Linked DNA regions of Rattus norvegicus: regions 2 and 3 are each linked to region 1. Evidence: chromatin contacts called from public Hi-C and HiChIP or PLAC-seq data. All regions are on one chromosome and are shown on one strand. Each heading gives the region's core, a stretch centred on a gene start, on an enhancer-like site or on the middle of the called end of the contact. The rest is flanking DNA. Distances are from core to core; before and after follow the strand shown. Region 1 holds the start of Rpl27a (ribosomal protein L27A). Region 2 holds the start of Dennd2b (DENN domain containing 2B). Region 3 holds the start of Tmem9b (TMEM9 domain family, member B).

Evidence for each region. A called contact is a pair of places that touch in the nucleus more often than the background predicts. HiChIP or PLAC-seq counts read pairs in DNA pulled down with a chosen protein or histone mark.
Region 2: a contact with region 1 is called in a Hi-C map of liver, with 2.6 times the contacts expected there. The contact joins the promoter of Dennd2b here to the promoter of Rpl27a in region 1. A contact is called at or near these places in 5 of 12 Hi-C or Micro-C datasets (the A7r5 cell line, liver, mammary epithelial cells and 1 more) and 1 of 1 datasets of contacts at active chromatin or transcription factors (oligodendrocytes).
Region 3: a contact with region 1 is called in an H3K27ac HiChIP or PLAC-seq map of oligodendrocytes, with 3 times the contacts expected there. The contact joins the promoter of Tmem9b here to the promoter of Rpl27a in region 1. A contact is called at or near these places in 1 of 12 Hi-C or Micro-C datasets (psoas muscle) and 1 of 1 datasets of contacts at active chromatin or transcription factors (oligodendrocytes).

What each region holds. Positions count from the first base shown.
Region 1 is chr1:172,973,146-172,975,931 of GRCr8, reverse strand. It overlaps Rpl27a (ribosomal protein L27A), which reads right to left and starts at 1,359. Exons shown (of 5, transcript NM_001106290.1): 1 at 1,329-1,359; 2 at 898-961; 3 at 572-647; 4 at 1-130. The coding sequence starts at 1,331. LOC134478799 (small nucleolar RNA SNORA3/SNORA45 family) reads right to left here and starts at 448; the gene lies at 319-448. It also overlaps a transcript of Trim66 not described here.
Region 2 is chr1:173,128,175-173,130,874 of GRCr8, reverse strand. It overlaps Dennd2b (DENN domain containing 2B), which reads left to right and starts at 1,391. Exons shown (of 21, transcript NM_001395094.1): 1 at 1,391-1,428. It also overlaps the pseudogene LOC134483768.
Region 3 is chr1:173,216,695-173,219,394 of GRCr8, reverse strand. It overlaps Tmem9b (TMEM9 domain family, member B), which reads left to right and starts at 1,345. Exons shown (of 5, transcript NM_001398743.1): 1 at 1,345-1,537. The coding sequence starts at 1,430. LOC134483769 (a long non-coding RNA gene) reads right to left here and starts at 480. Exons shown (of 2, transcript XR_010060740.1): 1 at 1-480.

The sequences.
Region 1 (2,786 bases), core at 110-2,609:
TGCTGCATTGACCCGTGTCTGCTCGCTGACCAACGTCCATAATTTATCCAGGTTGACAGTTGGGCAGAAGCTCTGGTTCCTCTTCAAGTGGTAATGCCTCATGCCAACTTTGCCGAAGTAACCTGGATGACTAGGAAGGAAGGCAACCATCTTCAGAGCAAGCTCATCTTTCTAGCTATCTCCTATCGCAGTATAAATGTTCACTATTGTAAACATTGACACGGCAGGCACCTGATATAATTTTTAACTGGCTGTCAGGCCACTCAGTAGAACCCCGCCCTCACTTTTAACAGGGTCCCTAAACAGGGTTGATCTGAAGTATGTCACTAACCTGGTGACTGACTGCGCCATAAAGTCCACAGCCAGTGAATAAGGTCAGTAGTTTTTCTTCGAGGACTCTAGCACACTGAGGCAACAAGCAATACCTGAGCGTGACTCTAGCCTCGGACAGGTTCCCTCAGTTCACATGCAGTGTTTTGCTCGCTAAAGCTAATAACCAACGTTAAGAAACCGTTTCCAGAGAGAAGCTGTTCTAAGTCATCCCTTCTGCCCCCACTTCCGAAACACTCACTATTTGTCAAAGTTGATCCTGTGGTGATGCATGCCTCCAGCATTCCCGCGGCCTCCTGGGTGCTTGCGGTGCTTACCTGCAGGCACACAAAGCTACATGAATGACTTCTACCTGCTCGCATGCTCTCGTTTGTTCTCAGTTTACAATCCGTTTCTGAGCATGAGTTATCAAGACTCAGGGATAAACCTTTTCGGCCTTCCGCCCCCACTACCAACATAAAGTAGGGAAACTGCTATGCCCAGGCCTCAGAAATGTTTTCTTCGACTTACAGTTGTCTACTTTCCAACACAACTCAAAGGCCAAACGCCTAGAAGGCCCACACTTACCGATGCGACCGTGGCCGTGGCTCACGTGGCCCCGGAGTTTCCGGGTCTTCCTCAGTCTGGATGGCTGTATGGGAAAAACAGCAAAATGGTTAGGCCTGCCTAAGGAAAGGGGAGGTTGGAGAGCGAGCAGCAAGGCTTGCCTGCCCGGATTATGCCTGCAAATGAGAACTTGCCTTTTGAAGGATTCAGCAAGGTTGAGGTTACAGACCGGGAGCGCGTTCAGACGCCCAGGCCCGCGCGTCTAAGGCGACCCAACTCCGGTCGGAACACGCGGCCCCAGGTCCCTCGCCCCAGACCCAAGTGAGCCATCCCGCCCCGCAGGCTACTTGCAGCCATGGAGACCCACTAAGACCAGGGCAAGCAGCCGAAAGGCAGGGAGGTAGAGCGCCCAGCCGCCACAAGGAAGCGGAGGCCACGAGAAGAACACCTACCATGGCGGTGGCAGAAAAGAAAGAGGGAGGAGCCCACCAAGTCTCGCGAGGTAGAAGGCGCGGGGGTGGGACTAAGGCTCCATTTCCGGCCCAGAAGCTGGCCTCGGGAGGGGCTCAGACGTCAGCGACTTCCGGCGCCCGCCTCTTCCTTTCCGTGTGGGTGGGCGGGGTAAGCGGTGGCGCCCGCCCCCGGGAATCGCGGTTACCACCATGCTTATCTCTTTCTGGGGCTTGGCGGGCGTTTTCTTAGTACAATGCTCTCTTCTGGCGCTGTTGGTTCTGTCTCCTGGCCGCCATGGCGGTGTCTCAGAGCATCTGCAAAACTTCCACAGGTCCTCTGGTCTCCCTTGAAGGGACACTGCCCTTCTCTTTTGCTCTTGTCCTGTCAAATTTGAACAGCCTTCTGCGCTTCAGGGATCTAGATTTTGAACTATTTTCTATAAACACATTTGAATTTTCTCCAGAATCTGGCTGGTAAGCTTTTAGTCCTCTGGACCCGAGGTTCCCAGCCCGGTGTGTTCCTCATGCAAGCGATTCCTGCGTGAACTTTTTTGGACCTGTTTTGTTACTTGTTTACTTGAACCACCACACAATCTGGCATGTAACTCCAAATTACTAAATTACATTTTTCTTCCCGATTGAGCCCAAATTCTCTAAGGGTTCAAGGATTGACCAGTATTGTTTGTTTGTTTTTTCCCCTTAAATCCATGAGTTCCTGACATGTAGCCTGTTTACTAAGAATACAAAAATGTCCCACTTGTGCACAAGATCCTCTCCCCTTAACTGTTTTGTTTTGGTTTTTCTGACTTGATCTGTTAAACTAAAGAGTATTCTAGTTAAAATACCCTAAATTCTTATGTCTATTAGGACCCGTTTCTTAAAAAAGAGTGGGCAGATCCCATCCATCTGCTGGCTTCTTATTTAGTGTTCAATTCATTACAATCTAGGCAGTTTGGCTTTAGCCACACCATTGCCTCAAGATTTTTTATTTGCTTGTTTTGAGACAGGGTCTTACTCTGTAGCCAAGGCTGACCTGCATATATGTACTTCCTGATTGCTGGAATTACACTCCTAATTGGTTTGATGGGCATGATGGTCTATTTTAAGATTTATTTATTTATTATATATAAGTACACTGTAGCTGTCTTCAGACACACCAGAATAGGGCATCTGATCTCATTACAGATGGTTGTGAACCACCATGTGGTTGCTGGGATTTGAACTCAGGACCTCTGGAAGAGCAGTCAGTGCTGTTAACCACTGAGCCATCTATCCAGCCCCGGTGTATAACTTTCATATGTGGACTATAACATATCTTATTTAGCTCCTGTTTAGGTAGTCATGTTGGTGAGACTTCTGGTGTGGCTTCTAACACCCCTAGGAGACCGACAATTTCACAGTAAAACCTCAGATCTCTGGCTCTTACAGTCAGTCTTTCTGTCTCTCTTCTGCAAGTCT
Region 2 (2,700 bases), core at 142-2,641, 150 kb before region 1:
ATCACCCTAATTTAAGACTGGAGATTTAGAGAGGCAAGTCCATCCAAGTGTAGCCCAGTTCTCTTGTAGGACTCACAGGTCAGTGAGCTGGAGTAGAAACTCACTGTTTGATTGTGAGTTTGGAATAAAACCTATACTGACTTACTTAGTTCCAGGCAGTGCCTTTGTTTTCCAGTGTATCAACAGCCGCTGAAAGATGGGGTTTTCCCAGTGTAGACAGAGCCAGTTCAACTTGTCAAAGGTAAAGTCTATCAACCGTATAGACATCCCCTCTGATGTCAATATGATGATCATAAAGAGTTAATGGCATGGCACTACAATTCGTCTCTGATACCTGCTTTTGGAAAAGGAACAATAATCAATAGTTTTGTATTAGTTTGGTTCTTGTCATTAGTTGTGCTCCATCATGAGTAAGTTGAATTATTTCCAGGATGAATCTTAAACTTACTATTTTTAGTGCTTGTCTTCTTGCAGCTGAGTATAAATGTCTCTTTAGGATATGTGACAATTCAGTTGGCTTGGGTTTGAGACAGGCCTTAGCTTTAGAACCTGCTTATGCTCATCTACATACATTGGTTCTTTTGAAATGCAGCCAGTGTATGTAAATTATAATGTGATCACAGACTAAAAACCCAGGGACTCATGTGTGCTATATTCCCAGTCCTAAAATTGTAAATTTTGTTTTGTTTTGAGACAAGGTCTTTCTATGTAGACCTGGCTACCTTGGAACTGGTTGTATAGACCAGGCTGGCTTTGAACTCAGAGATCTGTTTGCCTCTGCTTCTCTAGTGTTGGAATTAAAACTGTGTGCTATCACTCGCCAATTTCCTAAATTTTGAAAGTCAATTTTTACTATTGCTCTTTCCACTTCCAAGGTCTATTTGTAAGTAATTTATGGGAGAATTCAAGTTACATGTCTTCATAGCATTGCACTAAGTAAGTATGGGTCTGGAATGAAACCGATTGTTATACTGGGTTAATAATTTTTCCTTCAAATTCCACTGATAAGTAAGACTGTCACCAGCAACTTGTTTCTTCATTGAGTCGCATTCTTACAGTTCCTGTGGAGCTTTGACTTCAGACCTGATCCTTGCAACCCTAGAGCTTTAGTTCTGCTACTGGCTGCAGTATCCAGGGTAGCTTCTTTTAATGTCTTTTCGGTTTAGTAGGGCTCCTGGGCCCAAAGCCAGCAGAACGGAAAGAGTGCTTGGGTTTGTTTGAAGGCAAGCCGGCTGTACAAGGCAGCTTTTCCCAGACTTTCCCAGCTCCGGCTTTTCCTGCATACCAGCAGAGCGGCTTTTTTCCTCTGGTGATTGAAACCATCTGGACTGCAGGGGGGTCACGTGTGTATGAGAAAATGACATAAAGTTTCTGATCCCCTTGTGCTTCTGCTCCAGATCCAGACAATCCTTGGTGGATGGTGCCGAGGTGAGGGCGGTGCGGTCTGGGGGCCCGACTTCCCACCCTATCCTAGTCATTGTACCCCCGCCCCTGTGCAGCTCCCCTCACCCCCGCCCCCAACACCCGGGAGCACAACCCTCCTCCGGGCTGCAGCAGCCCACCCTTTAGGACTCCTGTGGAGGCACGCCTCCCCTGGCCCTGCAGCCCGGGGCGCGGATAGCCTCCCGCCGCCCGCCCTCTCTGCGGGAGCAGTCTCCCTCCTCTGGGCTGTGCGGCGCCCGTGGAGCTCAGACTGTGCGGAGCTCCCGGCAGGCTCGGGCGGAGGAGGTAAGTGGCTCCCGGTCACTCAGGAGTCGCTGCTTCTGCTCCCCGCCCGGTGGCGGGCGCATAGGACTCGGACTCCGGTTCTGCGGCTCACCAAGCCCTTCCATTTTCTCTACTCCAGGCCCAGGCAGGGGCTCCTGCTGCGTGAGTACTAGGTGCGGGCCGCGGTTTCCAGAGTTGGTGGGGACTGCCCTCCTGGGCGATCGTGGCCAGCCCTGCCTTCCGGTCTGGCCCGGGCTACGCAGTGTGGGGTATGAAGCGCAGACCCGTGTGGAATTGTGTAGAACTGCTGGATGCAAGTAGCCTCAGAGACAGAGTTAAACTGCATTTACCTGAGCCCTTGCTGCTTGAGTGCGGCTGTGTGAGGAACACGCGTGTATGCTCAGATACGGCACACGCACAGACTAGCTTCTAACTCAAACAAAGGAAATTAACTTTGTCTTCTATCACTTGGTTCCGTTAAACCGGGTTTGTTGTTCGCTGCCTCCTTATGCTTATACGCTTTCCTGTGTTAACGAAGTGACCTAGCATTGAAGGAGCACACTTCAACATTTGTGTTGCTTTCAAGGTCTGAAAATCGGACTGAACATTTTCTAGTTTTTAAAGGAATATTGCAGTGTTGTGGAAAATTTTGTTTGAACATAGTTTATAATCGTTTAAATATGGGTAAAATAGCTTCTAGCCGAATGAAAGAATTTGCCATAATGCTGTCTCAGACCAGCTCTCTATCTCATTTTCCCCCAGATGTTTCTGCTTTTTCATTTCAGGGTCTGGGGAGTGGTAAAGAAATCATTAGTTCATGTCCGAAATGTTAAGGGCCACAAGGAAAACAGACTATATAATTGCTTTGTTTTGTTTTCTACAAAGGGTCTTTTCAGAAGGAGGATGCCTTAATTTTTTGGGGGGGGGTCTGCAGGGGGGGACAAGGTCTCATGTAGCTCAGGCTGGCCCTAAACTCTTGAGCTTTTTCTGCTA
Region 3 (2,700 bases), core at 96-2,595, 240 kb before region 1:
TGCCTCTGGGATCAGAAGTATCTGACAGCAGCTGTAGCTCTGAGAGAATTCTGAAGGAGGGTCCTCTGCTTTATCTGAGGAGTACTCAGTCCTTTCAGATGTTAGACAGACAGCTCTAAACTGACCCAAACTGGCTACTAACTCAGCTTTTGGCAATCAGATCCACAATGCCTCACCAACAAACGTTAGCCCGGCAGTCCTGAGACTAGCAGGACACCACTTAGAAGGATTTGAATTATCCCCAGTGCAATAGCATCTTCGCAAAAACTGGTGAGAAAGCATCTAGTCCTCTGGGCTAGCTACTATTAAGAACTAAAAAGGGCTAAATACATTTAATGCAATAGCAACTTGTGTTAGGTTCTAGTCTAGCAATCAACAAGAGTCACATAGAAAAACACTGAGAAACTTCTATCTGTAAATTAAGACATTTCCACCATCTAGGAAGGGACCACTTAAGGGGGGTGGGGGGGGTCTTATAAGAGTAGATTTTGAAAATCATAAAATTCAATCCCCTCTTATTGAAAGCAAGTGATTTTCCCTGATGACATTCAGCAAATCCCTAAGGGCTGTGATGAGCACGCTGCATCCCTTTCTCTACCCCCAGAGTCTCTACTAAGTGAAAAAAATTATTTTAATGAGAAGCACTATGTTCTCTCCAGGGTGCACCTAAAGTATCTACAGAAAAGACACCCCGAGGAGTAGGGTCGGCACTCCCTGAACTGGCTAAGAGGTCAACTATTTTAAATAGGCATTGCTTCACAAGAGTTTGGCGCCTGGATTCTCCACCTCCAGTAGTCTTGGGCGGGGGATGCTCCAGGGGCGGTCCACAGCTTGCGAAGCCTGACTTGAGCCAGCCCAGCTCCACCGCCGTGGCCCACTTCCCAGCCCCTAGACTGTACCAAGGCTGTCAGCCCCTAGTAGCCACACCCGCGTGGACAGCTCACAGCTACTGTTGGGATCCGGGCAGGGGACTGAGTCCTGAAGGCGCACGCACCGCAGGTTCGTACCGAAGCACAGGAGCCGAGCCTCGAGCCTCCACCGCCCGGTAGGCTTCCGATCTACGGACGCTCGGTCTCTCCTGGCCAGGTCTCCATGCGTAGCACCCTCTTGGCTTCCGCAGTTCCCGGGGATGAGGCTCATCCGGCCTGCCGCACTAGGTCCGCATGGCCTGCTCCCTGGGGATGCAGGATTTGCCAGCTCTCGCCGCGGAAGACCCCCAGACTTCAGTGCAGCCGGGGGCCGCGGCCGTGGCGGGCCTAGTGCACCCGGAACCGTTTCCGGGGCGGAGGCTTTCTCGCAGCTGACCCGGCGCGGACGGTGACGCGCAGGCCCAGGCGGAAGTGCGGGCGGAGGATCCCGAGTCGGATCCCGAGCCGGATCCCGAGCCGGGCGCTGGGCTCGGGGCTCGCTGGGGCGGCTGGCTCCCGCGATGGCGAGCCTATGGTGCGGAAGCCTGCTGCGGCTGGGCTCGGGGCTCAGCATGTCCTGCCTAGCGCTGTACGTGCTGCTTCTCGCGCCGCTGACAGGCGCTGCCAAGGTGAGTCCCGCCCCGCCCGGCTCCTGACAGGAGCTCCGCCCCTGCCTTTGGCCTGGCTGAAACTGGGGCTGACCACTTGCTCCCCACTCTCGGGTCTCCCAATCCCAAAGCCAGATCCTCCGGCTTCACAGCCTGCGTCTGCCTTCCCCAGAGCATCCGAACCCTCAGTCCCGATAGTGCCAGAGCCGGGTCTGCAACCTTCTGCCTCTTGACATTTCCCTTCCCGGCCCTGACAGCGCACACCCGGAACTTTCCAGCCCTGGGAGCTTTGAACTTTCCACCTTTAAACTCCGGCAGCCCACCCCCACACTTCACCAGCTTTCAGCCCTCAATCCAAACGATGGGAAACCCTCATCTTCCCAAAGTCTTCCCTACTAGGGACTAGCTCCCCTCAACTCATTTATAAGCCGATTCCCTTGCCATGGTGGGGGCTCGACTCTTGAGGCAACAACCTGTTACCAGGAGGATCTATAGGGCCACCCCACTAGCTTGATATTCTTACCCAGATCCCTTCCAGAAACACACATACACACACACTTTCCCCCATTCTGTTTCTTAACCATTCTGGTCCCTTCTGGTGCCCCAGAGCTGCCCTGGACCATGAAAATATGTGCTTTCTTCCCAGTGGGCTAACTCATTTTTGGGCAAAATAGAAAGACTCCGTGTTGTAATGGGAAACAGTGACACTGCATTTTTAAAAGAAGAGTTTACAGTATTTTTAAATGCTATAAAGGGCTGGGGAAGATAGGTCACAGATAGGCAGCTGTTTTCATGTTGTTGTTTTTTTTTTTTCTTCAGTTTTTCTGCTGTCATCAGAAATAGGGAGAGAAAAAAGTTTCCCAACTTTTGAAATACTGTTGGTACCCTTTGTATGATGTCAGACATTACCATTTTTATGGTATACATGATACATGTATTTGTCCAGCTCCCCTGATAGGATTTGTCCCAGGAAACAGGAGCCCTGTCTCTTGCTTCTCTGAGTCCTCCTCATTGAACACAGGCTCTGTCATAGTGGTTACTGATGCATTTAGGAGCTGTCAACAGCTCTGCCAGACCTTTCATTGTATCTAGGAGCAGTGGATATGTCTCAGTGGGGACTAATGAGCCACCGCCTTCTCAAATAAAAACCCCTTTGCTGAGAAAGCATCTCTTGGATTTATGCA